2 separate regions of the Drosophila melanogaster genome follow, and region 2 is linked to region 1. Evidence: chromatin contacts called from public Hi-C data. All regions are on one chromosome and are shown on one strand. Each heading gives the region's core, a stretch centred on a gene start, on an enhancer-like site or on the middle of the called end of the contact. The rest is flanking DNA. Distances are from core to core; before and after follow the strand shown.

Region 1 (6,897 bases), core at 2,305-4,804:
GCTTAACTCTTTTTTTATTGTTATTTTTATTTTAAAAACTACCTTCAGGCAGCCTAAACACTTATATGTTTAAGAAATAGAAATAAGTAATATTATATTAGTATTAGACACAACGTTAACAATTTTTGATTACTTACTAAGATAAATGTTTCGTACATTTAAATATTGATTGACAACTAATACTGGGAATTGGGATATATTTTTTACGACAGGATTCTAGTTGATCCAGATCCACTTTCTATGCATCTAGAAACGCATGTATGTATGTACCAAGAAGCATTGCACATTGTTCTCAGTATTTTACTCTGAGCTGTACGGATTTTCTTTATGGTGCAATTTAGCAGCAACTCCATAAACTTGAAAGCCATATCTTCAAATCGGTTTGAGGATGGTTTTATATATAGCCAACTTGCTTTTTAAGGAGAGCTTGATACTAGGAGACAGGAGCCACGATATTTTCGCAACTTTTGACAACATAGCCAAAGTATAGATAATCCCAAGATATTTTCCATACGACTTATGCTCCAGCACGGATCCAAGATGCGTATATATTCCAGGTCTGATCGAAAACATAAACTTTGCTCATTTGCTACTGTTTATTCCTGTTTGTTCCAATCCTGCGTCAATTTTTCAAAGCAACAAACATACTCCTGTGGAAAGGGGTTTCTGACTAGAACTGCGGCATCATCAGCGGATGTTGCAATGAGAACGTCATCAGTGTCCACAGTTTGGACTGAAAAGCTTGACTCTCAGATGAATGCAAATACATAAATATTGTAGGTTATAAGTTACACCTTTCAATTATATATTTTAATTATATTACCCAAAACTTAAAATTTATCAAGCCAATTGGGCATCCTTCTTGGGAATATAAGCTGGGTAATAAAGCCTGGGCAATGGCTCCCGATAGACATGTCCAGTGGATGGATGGACCCAGTTCAAATCCATATTCGCCAGGTACACGTACTCCTGCCGAGAAATGCGCACTTGGCAGTGCTCTCCAGATAGATCCGCAAACTCCTCAGCCGCATAGTTGTCCAAATCGATCTCGTACAACTTTTCCAAGCAAGGAAGATGATGATGGTGATAGTGACCGAAGTCGACCGAAATGGGGAAACCTGCATCCAACTAGCACATCCAACTGCAGGGCCAGCTGGAAATGGTGATGAGCCTGGCTACTTTAGTCACCAGTCACTTTAGTTGGCTCCTCCTCCGTCGCCTGCAACGCCACCTGGCTGATGGTGCGCTTCAAGGAGTCCTCCGTTTGGGTTCATCGGAGTCGCCATTAAGAGCAACTTATTGTTAAAGTTCATGTTCATTAATCAATCTAAAATCTAAAGCTAGCTCACCAACTCAACTGAGTCAGCTGCTCCTTCAGCAAGATGTTCATATTTTCATATGGTTTTAGTTCTTCATTTACAGATACAGATACAGAATAGAAGATACAGAATAGAAGATTCCACATCATTGGTGTCAATGTCTTTTTCCTTTTGGAGGAAATATTCATTGAATATTCTCTAAAACTATATAAGTTATTATGCCTGAATAGAGTCGATCTTTAAATAAAAGCAAAAAACAAAACAATTTTAAACATTTAACCAACTAAAATAGAGAAAACGTAAAATATTGTAAGTGGAGTGTGTTATTCTTGTGTTTTATATGTTCGCAGTTGTTGAAATGTTTACTCACCAAATGAAAATATATGTAAGTCCTAGATAGGAAGGATATAAAAGAATATTAAATAAAACGAACATAGAAGATGGTTACCTTGTTCTCATGAAATGTGTGTTCTATTTTTATGATCCTAGCTTGATTTGGTGCTTATGTGCCCAGTTTATAGCATAATTTGTCATAATTAATTTGGCGTCCATCTGTGTTTAGTCTACTGTACATTTCAAAATGCTGCAATACCAATTGTAACCTATCATGATCGAGCAGCATTTCATTTAGTTTCTGCATTTCAAATCAAAAAAATATACATCTTTTATTTTAAAACTTACACAATCAATTGGCGAAAAAATCGATTGCTCGCCAACACTTCTATTTCCCTATAACAAAAGATGCGTTTTTTAAATAAATAAAAAAACCAGTATTTTTTCTGTAAAAGATTTACTTTGCTTGTTTAAATTTTTTTAATTAGAAATCAAATTAACCAAATTTAAAATTAGGGTGTCCATAATTAGTTGTCGACTTTTACATTTCAAAACATTTTCAAGAAGTGTAGGCGTGGCAGATTTGAGCGATTTGTGGGCGTTAAAGTGGAGGTGCCAACATTACTTGACAACTAACTTGCGCTGCGTATGCCTCTTAAATCTTCAGGTCTAATAAAAAATTAGCTTCACTTTCTGGTATCTCTTATAAATAAATAGGAAATAAAGCTATATTAATATTAAGGCATAATAACAAACATCGAAAACTTCCAAAATTAAGCAATTTAAAGTATCTTTCATTGAAATGTAGTAATAATGCCATTGCTCTTATGCTATTATCAATGTGTACTGGTTTCCCATGATACCTTACTATTTAATTTTATGTAAAGGGAACCTTACATATTTATGTATTGGATTGGAATTGCCACTCGTTTCTCGCAGTGTATCTGGCTGGCTCCACACATGGGCGCGTGTATGCTCTCCCCTTACTGACGTACTTAATTCTTCGCAGTTATTCAGGGGCACAGAGAACGCTTCACTTTCCTTCTTTTTTCGCCGGTGACGTAATTAATGATGCTAGCCGCTGAAATTTTAAAATGAATTGCACTACCAAGCAGCAGCTCCTTTCCATTTTGTTCGACGATCAGAGGTCTTAAAATCAAACTTCTGTCAACTGGCTGATGAATTCATTCAGTTTCTAACGTTCGCGATGGAGCTGAAATTCTTATTTTGTGTTCAACTGATTTTTTGAATACATATGTATATATTTTGTACTGAGCTCTGTTCTTGAGAAGGGAGAATCTATAGTCGAGTATATCGGTTACTTGGCTAATGGAAATGCGAACGCGAAATTTTAACATTTTTCTTAGGTAGATATTATTGGGGAATGAAATAAGAAACTATTTAAAAATTGCTTGGGTAGTTTTTGGCGGCTTGTGAGCGTTAGAGTGGGCGTGGCAAAATGGGTCAACAAACTGGCTCTGCGTCTATGTTTATGTATAGAACATGTATGCTTAATCTCAACATCCTAGCTGTACAATAAGACAAAAAAAAAAAAACACATTTCATTGGCATCAGAATCGTTAAGGGTAAAATTGTCACGACTTTCGTACCATGGTTTTGTTTGATTTGATTATGGTGATAACTAAAATTATTTTTTTTTATTGAAAAAAAATTATTGATTTTAATTTTTTTTGTTTTTGTATACATTCATTAAGTGAAAAATCGCCGTAAATTTGATTTTATAATTCGTTACACACGTTTTGTTTCAGTGCTTTGTTGCTGTTGCAACCCCTCAGCTGACGTTCCAGTCGAACATGTTGCATGACGGCTCGGCTTAGTTCGGTTCGGTTCGCTGCGACTCGGTTCGATGCGGCTCGAGCGGCCTGCTCTCGAACAGATGTGCGTCGCAGTGTTGTTGCAAACGCCGGTCGCGTAGGTTGTTGCTAGAGTGAAACGTCGAGCGCATCGCCCACCCACATACACATATGTACGTACTCGAGTGCGCGAAGCAGTCAGTTGTTGCCGCCAATTGAATGGACAGTCGCGGTTAACGAAACACGAAAAGTCGTCTCGACTCGCCTCGCGTCGCGTGGAGTTCACTTGAGTTGAGTGGCGGCTAGTGTGTGTGTGTTTGCTTTTTTTTTCGAACGCCGCCAAACACGCGGCTGTTGCGGCTGTCCCGGAGTGCATTACTCACACTTTTTTTTCGGTTACTTGCAAGTGATACCCCTTAAACGAAAACAACAACAAGCCCCCCCCACCCACACACCACTTCAACCCCCTCACAAGCAGCTAAAGCCAAAAGGTGATTATATTTGGAAAAGTCACGCCGTGGAGTAAATAACGGAGCGGAGAGCGGATCAACACAAAGCGTGGTAAAGAGAGTGGAGAGATAAAGAGTTAAAATAAGTGCATAGAGTGCGAGTGGGAGAGATAGAGCGAGCGAGCGGGAGGGAGAGTGTAAGTGCTGCCCGTGTGTGAGAGTGTGTGTGTCTGTCTTCATGTACGTATGTGGCTTCTTTCAATGGTAGTCGTGTGTACCCGTTGAACCGGTTCAACACTCATCTTCGACTTACCTGCAAAACAACAGAAGCAGCAATGATAACAACAACAACAACGACAACAGCAGCGACTGCAGCGTGGTTTGTGCTTGGAAAAACATGAAAAACTGAAACTGAAGCAAAATGCAGCATCGCCAGAAGCAGCAGCAACAACAAAACGAGAACAACAACGTGCAGCTGCAGCAATTGTAATGTCAAATGAATCAAACAAACTGCATCATTTGCGTTTCCGAAGGCAGGAAAATAAGGGAAAGGCAAAGAAATGAAGAAAACATACATATTACATATGTATATATAAACATATATATTTAGGTATATATGTACGTATGTACGTAAAGTGCAGTCTGCAGTTTAAAAGCCATTAACCCCCAAAAACTGAAGTAACGAACCATCCGCACGGAGATCGCTGTTTTCCCCACTGAACTAACTTAATTCGTTTAGCCAGAATACACTGATCCCGTTGCAAATTGGTGGCTAATATGCAATATGATATTTAATTTGCAACCATATATTCTGCATATTTCACGCGTGTGTGCGTGAGCGCTGTAGGGTTAATACGAGAGCGCTCACTACCTGCGCGCCCTGCCAAGGGTTAAGCACTCAGGCAAGAAGTTTCGCGTGTAATTGACGTTGCCAAAAATTAAGAAAGAAAGAAAAACAAACAAACAAACGCAGAACAAAACAAAACAAAACAAACCAGTAAGGGAAGAACAAAAGCACGAACAGAAATTAGAAGACAGCGAACAGAAGAGAAACTTAACTTTTTCTCTGTTCTTATTTCAGGTTATATACCCTTGCAGATGGCACATTAAATTCGGTATATCGGAATATCATGATCAGTATTTAGAGTCTAATTAACGGTCCACCTGTCCGTTTGTCTGTCCATTTCCATAAAAAAAAGTCTCAGTTTTATAGCTATTGCATCATGTACATAGCTGTCATAGGAAAAATAAGAAAATTAACTGAAAGTGATAAAATAATCATCGGTTCTTAATCATGAAGTATTGCTCGGTATACAGGTGTTTTGTATTATTACTGCAAGGGTATGTAAGTTTCGGCTTACTTTCTTGTTCGCTTTTTTGTGTGTTTGTCCATGCAGTACAGTTAGCCGCCAGTGGTACTGTCGAAGTGTGCGTGTGTTTCTGCGGGTGCTATTACCTTGGTATTATTGGTAGGTATGTAGGTGCGTGTGTGTGTGTGTGTGTGTGTGAGTTGGTGTTTTTGGCGGAGCACTTTTTGTTTTCATGAATTTATCCTTGGGACGAATAAGAACTGCAGGCGAAAGGAGCGAAAATGTAGCAGGAGGACAGGGGAAATCGGGAAAGCTAAAAACAAACAAAGGGATTAGCAAAGATGCGAATATTGCGGCCCAGAAATTAAGACCACAAGAAAAAGTGCCAATAAGAGTTGTTGGGAAACAATTGGAGGATATACCCACGCCCAAACATTTTTGATGTGTATGCAGTGTATGCATTCGCTTTGAGGAATGCTTCATCTGGTTTCATCAATCTTTTGACGGAAATGGAGTTTATACATATGTATACTATCCTAGAAATGCTATAAATTAAAATAGTGCGCGTTATTTACGGAAAATATAAAATCTGTAGTCAAAATTTATGTTTACTACCCTAAATTTTTATGGGTATTAAATGGTATAATATGATTATGGATCTAATTTTGGGGCGCCTTTTTACTACAAGCCAAATTAAATATGACAGAAATGGAATTTTTCGATTTAGGGATGCGTACGACTATTATGATTTCCTCATGACGAAAATAGATTTTCCACTTCAAAAGACAAATATTCCCTACTCTTTCTACTGAGTAACATAGAAAAGCGGTGCAGAAATCTACACTTAATTTTTGTCTCACAAAACACTTGGATCAAACAGAAACAACAAATTTGGTACCCATACAATATGTACAGTTGCCACAAAAACGATCAAGACCAATTAGAAATGTGTATGTATGTATTTGATTGAAAGCAATTATTAAACAAAATTCACTTAAGTATTGTTTTTTTTTTTATTTTCTACATGAACCATTAATCGAAATGATACTAAAAGGAACATGTGAGACATTTATAAACAAGCACTTGAAGCCATATGTACATACATACATAGCATAGATTAGTCGTCAATCTTATAGATAAAATGTTGTAAAAAACGTTCTGCAATAAATAAGATTTACAATTAAAAACCAAATAAGCACATGAAAGGGATTTTCTTTTCTATGGCTTTGAACATCTCACATCTGTAATATTACATTCAACCCAAGTAAGTGTAATTAAAGATTATCCAAGGAAAGCCTGAATAAGGATTTTAGAAAAATCATAAATAACGTTAAGCAAAAAGTACTTGAAGAGATTTACCTTCAATTTGTTGACAAGACGAGACGAGACGAAGTTTTCAGTGCGATTTGCGTCTGGCTTAAGCTGAATTTTTTGGCTGTATGCCTGTGGCAATTTTGTGGTTGGACTGTCAGTCAGTCGACTGCAGAAGCGACGAATTCGAAGTTCATTAAAACTACCTCAACATTTTAAAGTACAATTGGCTTGGGGGAACTGGTAAGCTTTTGATAGAGCTCGATTTTTTTTTTCTTTTATCAAGACAATGACCCGAATGCCGGAGTCGGAAATTGTTTAAACATCGCACGCTTGTAATTGTCACCGCATTTTTTCCACC
Region 2 (6,897 bases), core at 2,464-4,963, 210 kb after region 1:
GTATATACAAATTCTTCCCGAACTCAGGCTAATTTTGTGGCATCCGTATACACAAAAGTATAAGTATATAAAATATAAAAATAAGTATATAAAATATATAGATTAACCGCTTAAGTTGGTCTTACACAAATTGTTTTAACTGAATTTCAAAACATTTTTTCCAAACAATACTACGTTTTGTAAGTAGATTCATTAAGAAGGAATAATAATCAGGGAAAACTTAATAATAATCTACTTATTGTAGATTATTTCTGCATTAGTAATTTAATGATACCAGAAGATGCATTTAAGGTTTTAAAAACAAAAGAAAGCAAATGGCCTAATGCATAGGCAAGCCAATCAAAAATAACTTAAAGCATGCAATCCAAATTCGAAATAAAAGAAACAATGCTATCAAAATCGGGGCCACGCCATTATGCAATCCAGCTGGACACAAAACGGAAATGGGTCCACCGATAACGAAAGTGGGAGCGAGAACACAGGAACCGCAAGGAACAACGTGGTTGAGCACAAGCCTACGCAATACCTGTGGGCAGTGCAGGCTCTCCTGTTCGGATTCGGAGCTGTCCGCGCTATCACGTACCATCGACCTGAGCTCAGCGTCCTGAAAGTAACGCTGCGTGATCTGCGAAGGTGGGGATTAGCAAGGATTCCACATAGAGTTGGAAGCGTTGGCAAGCGGGATAGACATAGAGCATTAAGAGCACGGAGCACGGAGCACGAAGCACAGAGCAAAGGAAGAAGGGTTGTACGCAAAAATTTAGCAATTTAGCCACCCGGTACCCTCGCACTGTAACTGGAACTCACCTGGATGAACTCGCAGTACTTCAGGCAGATCTTGCAGAGCTTGAAGATCGAACGATTCAGATGCGACGACTCGGTCAGCATGCAGTTCTTAAGGCACGAGTCGAGGAAGTCCTGGTGGAGACGCAGAACGTTATCCACGTTCTCCACCGTCTTCATCTTTTCAATGAAAATGTGCCAGTTGGGCTCGATGATCTCGATCATCATGTAGTACTCCAGGTTCTGGATGGCATTCATCATACGCTGGCGCAGAGTGAACGCCGCTCGATAGAGACTAGCCGCCTGCGGCTCGAACTGCCTGGCAATCGAGTTTTCCTTCCAAATCCTGTTTGCGAGAGAAGAACTTAAATGATCGTGGGCATAAAAGGTTAAGGATCGGGAACCCACTTGCACAGTTGGCGCTCCACGTGCTTGCAGTAGAAGAGCTGTCGAAAGAGCATTTGGTACTTGGAGATGGAAATGTGATTCAGCACCAAAGAGCAGGGCCACTTCACCTCGTAGGTGAAAGCGAAGCACTCGAGGCCGCTAAGATCGAGGCGAGGCTGTGCCTGCCAGTTCTCCTCCTTCTTCATGATCTTGGACATTTGCGTGACCAGGTCGTAGGGCAGCAGCTCGCAGTGCAGATCGTCTTTGTAGGGATCATTACGCGCCGAGGAAATGCGAAGCGTTAGTCCCAGCAGGTTCTCTAGCGTCATGGGCAACACGTGGTCCACGTTCTTCGTCAGCTCGTCCTCGCAGGCGTCCATGAACTGCATGGTGAAGTCGCCTTGGTTGAGCAGCAAGTAACGCTTCACCGACTGTAGGTGACCCATCAGGTCGTTCTCCGTTAGCAGCACATCCAGCAGCATGCGGGCGGCAAAGTAGTAAGCGTCGTTGATGACGGACACGTGCCGCTCGCTGGTCGGGTCGAACTCTAGGTTCATCTCTTGCGTGGGCATTACGCGCTTGCCACACTGTCTGATCACATTGAGATACTTGCCGGTGCGCAGGATCTTATCCGAATACTTTGCCAGAAACGATGGTATTTGTTCGTCGCGCAAGGTATACCGTCTCTCCCAATAATCGTCGGAATAGTGCTCGGGCAGCTCGTCGCGATGGATCACTTCGTTGTCCACTACGAGAAATTCCCGGTGGCGGTCCACGATCACGCCCTTCTGGATCCACATCTGCAGCATTCGCATGTACGGCTTGGCCGCCTTGCGCACCAGTCCGATAATCAGCTGTTGTGCATCTTTGTTGCCTTCCAGCCGCTTGATCCGCTCGTGTAAATACGTCAACACTTCGGCATCCCGTGAATCGCTTAGCTGAATGATCACCAACGAGGACCAGACCTCATGCATCACCCACATCGTCGGCTGCAGGTAGTACAGTAGTTTCTGCAATGTTAATCTATTGTGGCGCAGCTCCTGTTCGGCTTGTACGATTATCAGCTAGGCTCGGTGGAAAAAAAGATTAGTTAGGGAAAAATTTTGCCACGACACGATTGCACATCCTTACATAGAAGTCGTGTGTAAGTTCCTGCAGTGCCTCATTCAATGAGTTCATCACCTGACCCAGGCCGTCGGTAGCCGCGATTATCTTCTGCACGCCCATGAAGTAGGAGGCCAATGGCAAGATTTCCCGCACCTGGTGTGTCAGCGAGCGATCGAGGTGCGTGTGTATGTCAAAGTCCGTGTCGTATTTGGCCAGGCCAACGGCAGAAATAATTGGCTTCTGAGGCACCAGGAGGCTTTCTCTTATGCCCGTGAGGCAGTGCAGCAGCTCGTCGAGCAGCATACTCTCCTGGCTGAGAAGCGGCATTGCCGCGATCTCTGCCCTCGGCACCTTGTCCCCGTCCACCTTGTAGTATTCCCACAGTAAATGGGTGCGGTACTCATCGGGCACATCAGTTAGCGTCACCAGGTCATTCGGCATTGACTTTGGGCTGTTGCCCGTTTTGTTGGTCACCGAGCGGTAGCCGCTCAAGGATTGATCGGAAACGGCATTAAGCACACGTTCCTTGATCTGTGTGGGTTGATCATTGATTATTTGAAGGGGCCAAGTAATTGGCAGCGAACAGCACACCATACTTAGTCTGCACTCACCACACTTAAGTCGTTGCGCTCATCCTTGCCCGCTCCACGGTTACGGTCCATTGGGCCGCGCCTGACAAAGACTACGGGTGTAGTGTCGGATTCAGTGGCCTTTTTGCAATTCACCGGCGTCGAGGTGGGAAAGTCCTGGGACTGGGTCAAGCTAAGCCTGGTGGAACCAGATACGTTTTGCGATGTGGTTAAGATTGTCGAGGTGCTTGCGATTGCCAATGTGGTGGGGACTGAACCGGCTGCGGAATTAACATCCGAAGTCTTGTTTCCGTGCGGCAAGCCCATCGCTGAAAGGCTAGTGGAACTGCTGCTCTCGGAGACTGGTTTGCATTCGCTGTATCGCTCGACGAACACCAGCAGTGCGTACATGGGATCCTTATTCTGCAGAATGTGCGAGATCTCCTTGGTCACCTCTGCGAAGTTGGGACGCTTCTCGCTGATGGACACCAGGACTTTGATCAGATCGCAGGCTGGCAGCCGCCGATCACTAGTGGCCCGAAACTCCCGAATGATGCTCTCCGGAGTTAGGGGCGATCTGTGGGATAAAAAATGACAGTAAACTATGGTGCCAATGGCGGGAAAGAGGCGGTGCAGGAGCAACGGCTAGATCGACTGGCCACCTGTGCACTCAATCCACTTACTGCGACTCGCTGATCAAATTGGCGAGCACACCGCGCAGCGCATGGGGTTTACTCATCACGGAGATGGCAATTTATAGTTCCGCGCTTCTCAATTTACAGTTATAACCGGCAATTGAGCTCTTTTTGAGTGCGCCGCTCTTCTCAATATTTTGTTGTTCTTTTCCGGGTTGCTTGAGTGCCGACTGCAGCGACAGGGTTGTCATCTGTCCTTGTAATGTTCTAGTTTTTTTTTCAATCCTTAGCCGTTTTAAAATCGCAGATGCTCATTTTATTTTACGCGCTTGCAGCAATTTCGGAATCAATTTAAACTGAAATGAGCAGCACAAGCAACTTGATGCAAATTGGCATTTGTTGGTATTTAATTGTGAGGATGTGGTGACACTGGTTGCTGGCGAAAAAGAGGGGTGCGTTTAGCATAGTTTACACTGGACTGGCCACTACTGTAACTTATTTGCGTTAAAGCGTGCAAAGCATTGAAAAAATACAAATTTTGTTAAATGAAAAAAGCTGTACATAAAAAATAAATAAGAAATACTTTCTACCCACAGATTAAATAATTGAAACTACTCCTCTATTATTTTATTCTATCTTAACTTTATATTCTTGTTTAATCAACAAAATTTATATCTGGCAACTGTTTTGATTTTAAATTGCAGGCAAGTGATAGTGTGAATGGCCCATAGAGCAGCGGACAGTGTGACCGTGCCATAAGGGTAAGTGTAAGACCGCACTGCTGAGCGCAGGCGCAGTCCAAATCAGCTGCTTTGCAGCGATTACAGTCGCGTCCCTGATCTTCTGCAGCCGAAATCCGTGGGCGTTGCACCAACACCACCAACGCACTGCACAAACCGCCCACCAAGGACACGGTAGCGACCGACCGGAAGCCGCAGAGCATACGAATCAACACTTCTGGCAAGAGGAAAGGAGCATGTTCCCCCACTTGAAGGGCCATGGTCAGCGGGTCAACCTGCAGTTGCTGCAGGAGGCCGCCTGCCGCGAGCTGCTGCAGCAGCTGGACCGCATTGAGGGTTCCAAGGTTATTGTGCTGGACGAGACCATGATCGGACCGCTGGACTTGGTTACCCGGCCAAAGTTATTCGCTGATCGAGGCATCCGTCTGCTGGCCCTCAAGCCGGAGCTTCATTTGCCGCGCGAGGTGGCCAATGTGGTGTACGTGATGCGCCCACGCGTGGCGCTGATGGAGCAGCTGGCCGCCCACGTGAAGGCAGGCGGAAGAGCGGCCGCTGGACGGCAGTACCACATCCTGTTCGCCCCGAGGCGGTCATGTCTGTGCGTCAGCCAACTGGAGGTCAGCGGCGTGTTGGGCAGCTTCGGAAACATCGAGGAACTGGCCTGGAACTATCTGCCGCTGGATGTCGACCTGGTATCGATGGAGATGCCCAATGCCTTCCGCGATGTGAGTGTGGACGGTGACACTAGCTCGCTGTATCAGGCGGCAGTGGGCCTAGTGCAGCTGCAGCGTCTATACGGTCGCATTCCGAAGATCTACGGAAAAGGAGAGTTTGCGCACAGGGTATGGGAGCACGCCAAGCAGCTGGGCCGGGATGAGCGGACTCTGTACAACGGCGACAAGGGTGTCGTCGATCAGTTGATCCTTCTGGACAGAAGCATCGATCTGCTCAGCCCGCTGGCCACACAACTCACCTACGAGGGGCTTATCGATGAGTTCTACGGCATCCGGCAGAACAAACTGACGCTGCCCGCCGAGAACTTTCCCTCTGACGGAGCCCTTCCCGGAGGCGGAGGCAGTGGCCCACGAGTCGAGGAATCGCAGTCGCTGCTGGGTGACACCGAGAAAAAGACCATCCTACTGCACTCCGGCGAGCAGTTGTACGCGGAGCTGCGGAACAAGCACTTCAACGAGGTCACCAAGCTGCTCGCTCGCAAGGCACGGGAAATTCACGTCCAGATGCACGCCACCTCCCAGGACAAGAGCGTGCAGGAGATCAAGAGCTTCGTCGAGAACCTCCTGCCGCAGCTAATGGCCCAGAAGAAGGCCACCTCTGAGCATACGGCCATCGCTGGCCTCCTGCACGAACAGGTGAACGCGGTGCGCTTCGCTGACGACCTGGCTGCCGAGCAGGAGTTCATGGTCTGCGCAGATATCGACAAGCCAAGCGCCTACATCGAGGACCTGATTGCCTGCAGGGTGGAGTTGAATCGCGTCCTGCGGCTCATCTGCATGCAGTGCCACGCCGCCTCCGGATTCAAGGAGAAGCTGCTTAACCACTACAAGCGCGAACTGGTCCATGTGTACGGTCTGGAAGTGCTGCTCACCATCAGCAACCTGGAGAAATCGGGCCTGCTCCATCTGCAAACAGAGTCGCGGGCTTACAGCGTTCTGCGAAAGGTGAGCGCCAATTCAGTAATCCAACCATATTTAGTTATAAGTTATATAGTTATTTGTGAGTGAATATATGAGGGAATGCTATTTAGGATGTTGCTACATCAAAACATCATTTTCTCTTGCAGACGCTGCACCTCACGGTGGACGACAACGTTGAAATTGAGCCAAAGGACATCAGCTACGTGCACAGCTTCTACGCTCCGCTGACCGCGCGCATTGTGGAGCATTCGCTCAAACCGCTGGGTTGGCAGACGCTTAAGAGCCAAATCAATAACCTGCCCGGACCGACGTTCGAGGACTTTCAGGCGCAGTTGGTGGGCATCGGTGGACGGCATACGGTCACCACAGTCAGCGAGGGATCCCTACTGAATGTGCCGCGAGTGGTGCTCGTCTGCTTTGTGGGCGGATGCACGTTCGCTGAAATAGCTGCGCTGCGTTTCCTCGCCGCCCAGGAGGACAACAACGTGGAGTTCCTGATTGCCACCACGAAGGTGGTCAACAAACACTCCTTCCTGGACAGCCTGATGAGCTCGTGAGGCCGGCGGCTAAGCCGACTGGAAGCCTATCGCCTGTCCAACGCCCACGGCCTGGCACGTGGATGAAACGCGTCCGTTCCGCTGAAGCCGAGATCAAAGAGAAAGGGCAAGCGGCGCAGCGCGGCAATCGGGACTGCAGATGAGAATCCAGGATGCTAGGGGCGTTGTGAATGACACGATTACTAAGGACTCGCCGGCAAGCGGAAACCATAAAATATTTATTTTTCGAACGCGGCATTTATTATTTATTCTTGTAACCTAAAGAGCATGTATGTATATAGATAGATTCAAGCATAATATGTATATTTATGTATACCGAAGTATGTAGTCTTAAGCAAAAAAAAAAAACAAAAAAATTGCAAATCCCATTTATTCAAGCTTGGCAATTGTAGTTTTAAGTGCAAATAATTCCAACTTTCAATCATACATACGTGTGCAAGACAAATATTTTCAAAATAAAAAGT

Evidence for each region. A called contact is a pair of places that touch in the nucleus more often than the background predicts.
Region 2: a contact with region 1 is called in a Hi-C map of the Kc167 cell line, with 2.5 times the contacts expected there. The contact joins the promoter of Grip84 here to the promoter of kek5 in region 1. A contact is called at or near these places in 1 of 107 Hi-C or Micro-C datasets (the Kc167 cell line) and 1 of 6 datasets of contacts at active chromatin or transcription factors (the Kc167 cell line).

Annotation. Positions count from the first base shown.
Region 1 is chrX:19,349,627-19,356,523 of dm6, forward strand. kek5 (kekkon 5) reads left to right here and starts at 3,555. Exons shown (of 5, transcript NM_001258817.2): 1 at 3,555-4,027.
Region 2 is chrX:19,561,885-19,568,781 of dm6, forward strand. It overlaps Grip84 (Gamma-tubulin ring protein 84), which reads right to left and starts at 3,714. Exons shown (of 5, transcript NM_001298515.1): 1 at 2,889-3,714; 2 at 2,302-2,808; 3 at 1,192-2,234; 4 at 808-1,129. The coding sequence starts at 3,257. It overlaps car (carnation), which reads left to right and starts at 4,135. Exons shown (of 3, transcript NM_167664.2): 1 at 4,135-4,242; 2 at 4,331-5,900; 3 at 6,023-6,897. The coding sequence starts at 4,458. The coding sequence ends at 6,433. It overlaps mir-979 (mir-979 stem loop), which reads left to right; the gene lies at 1-47.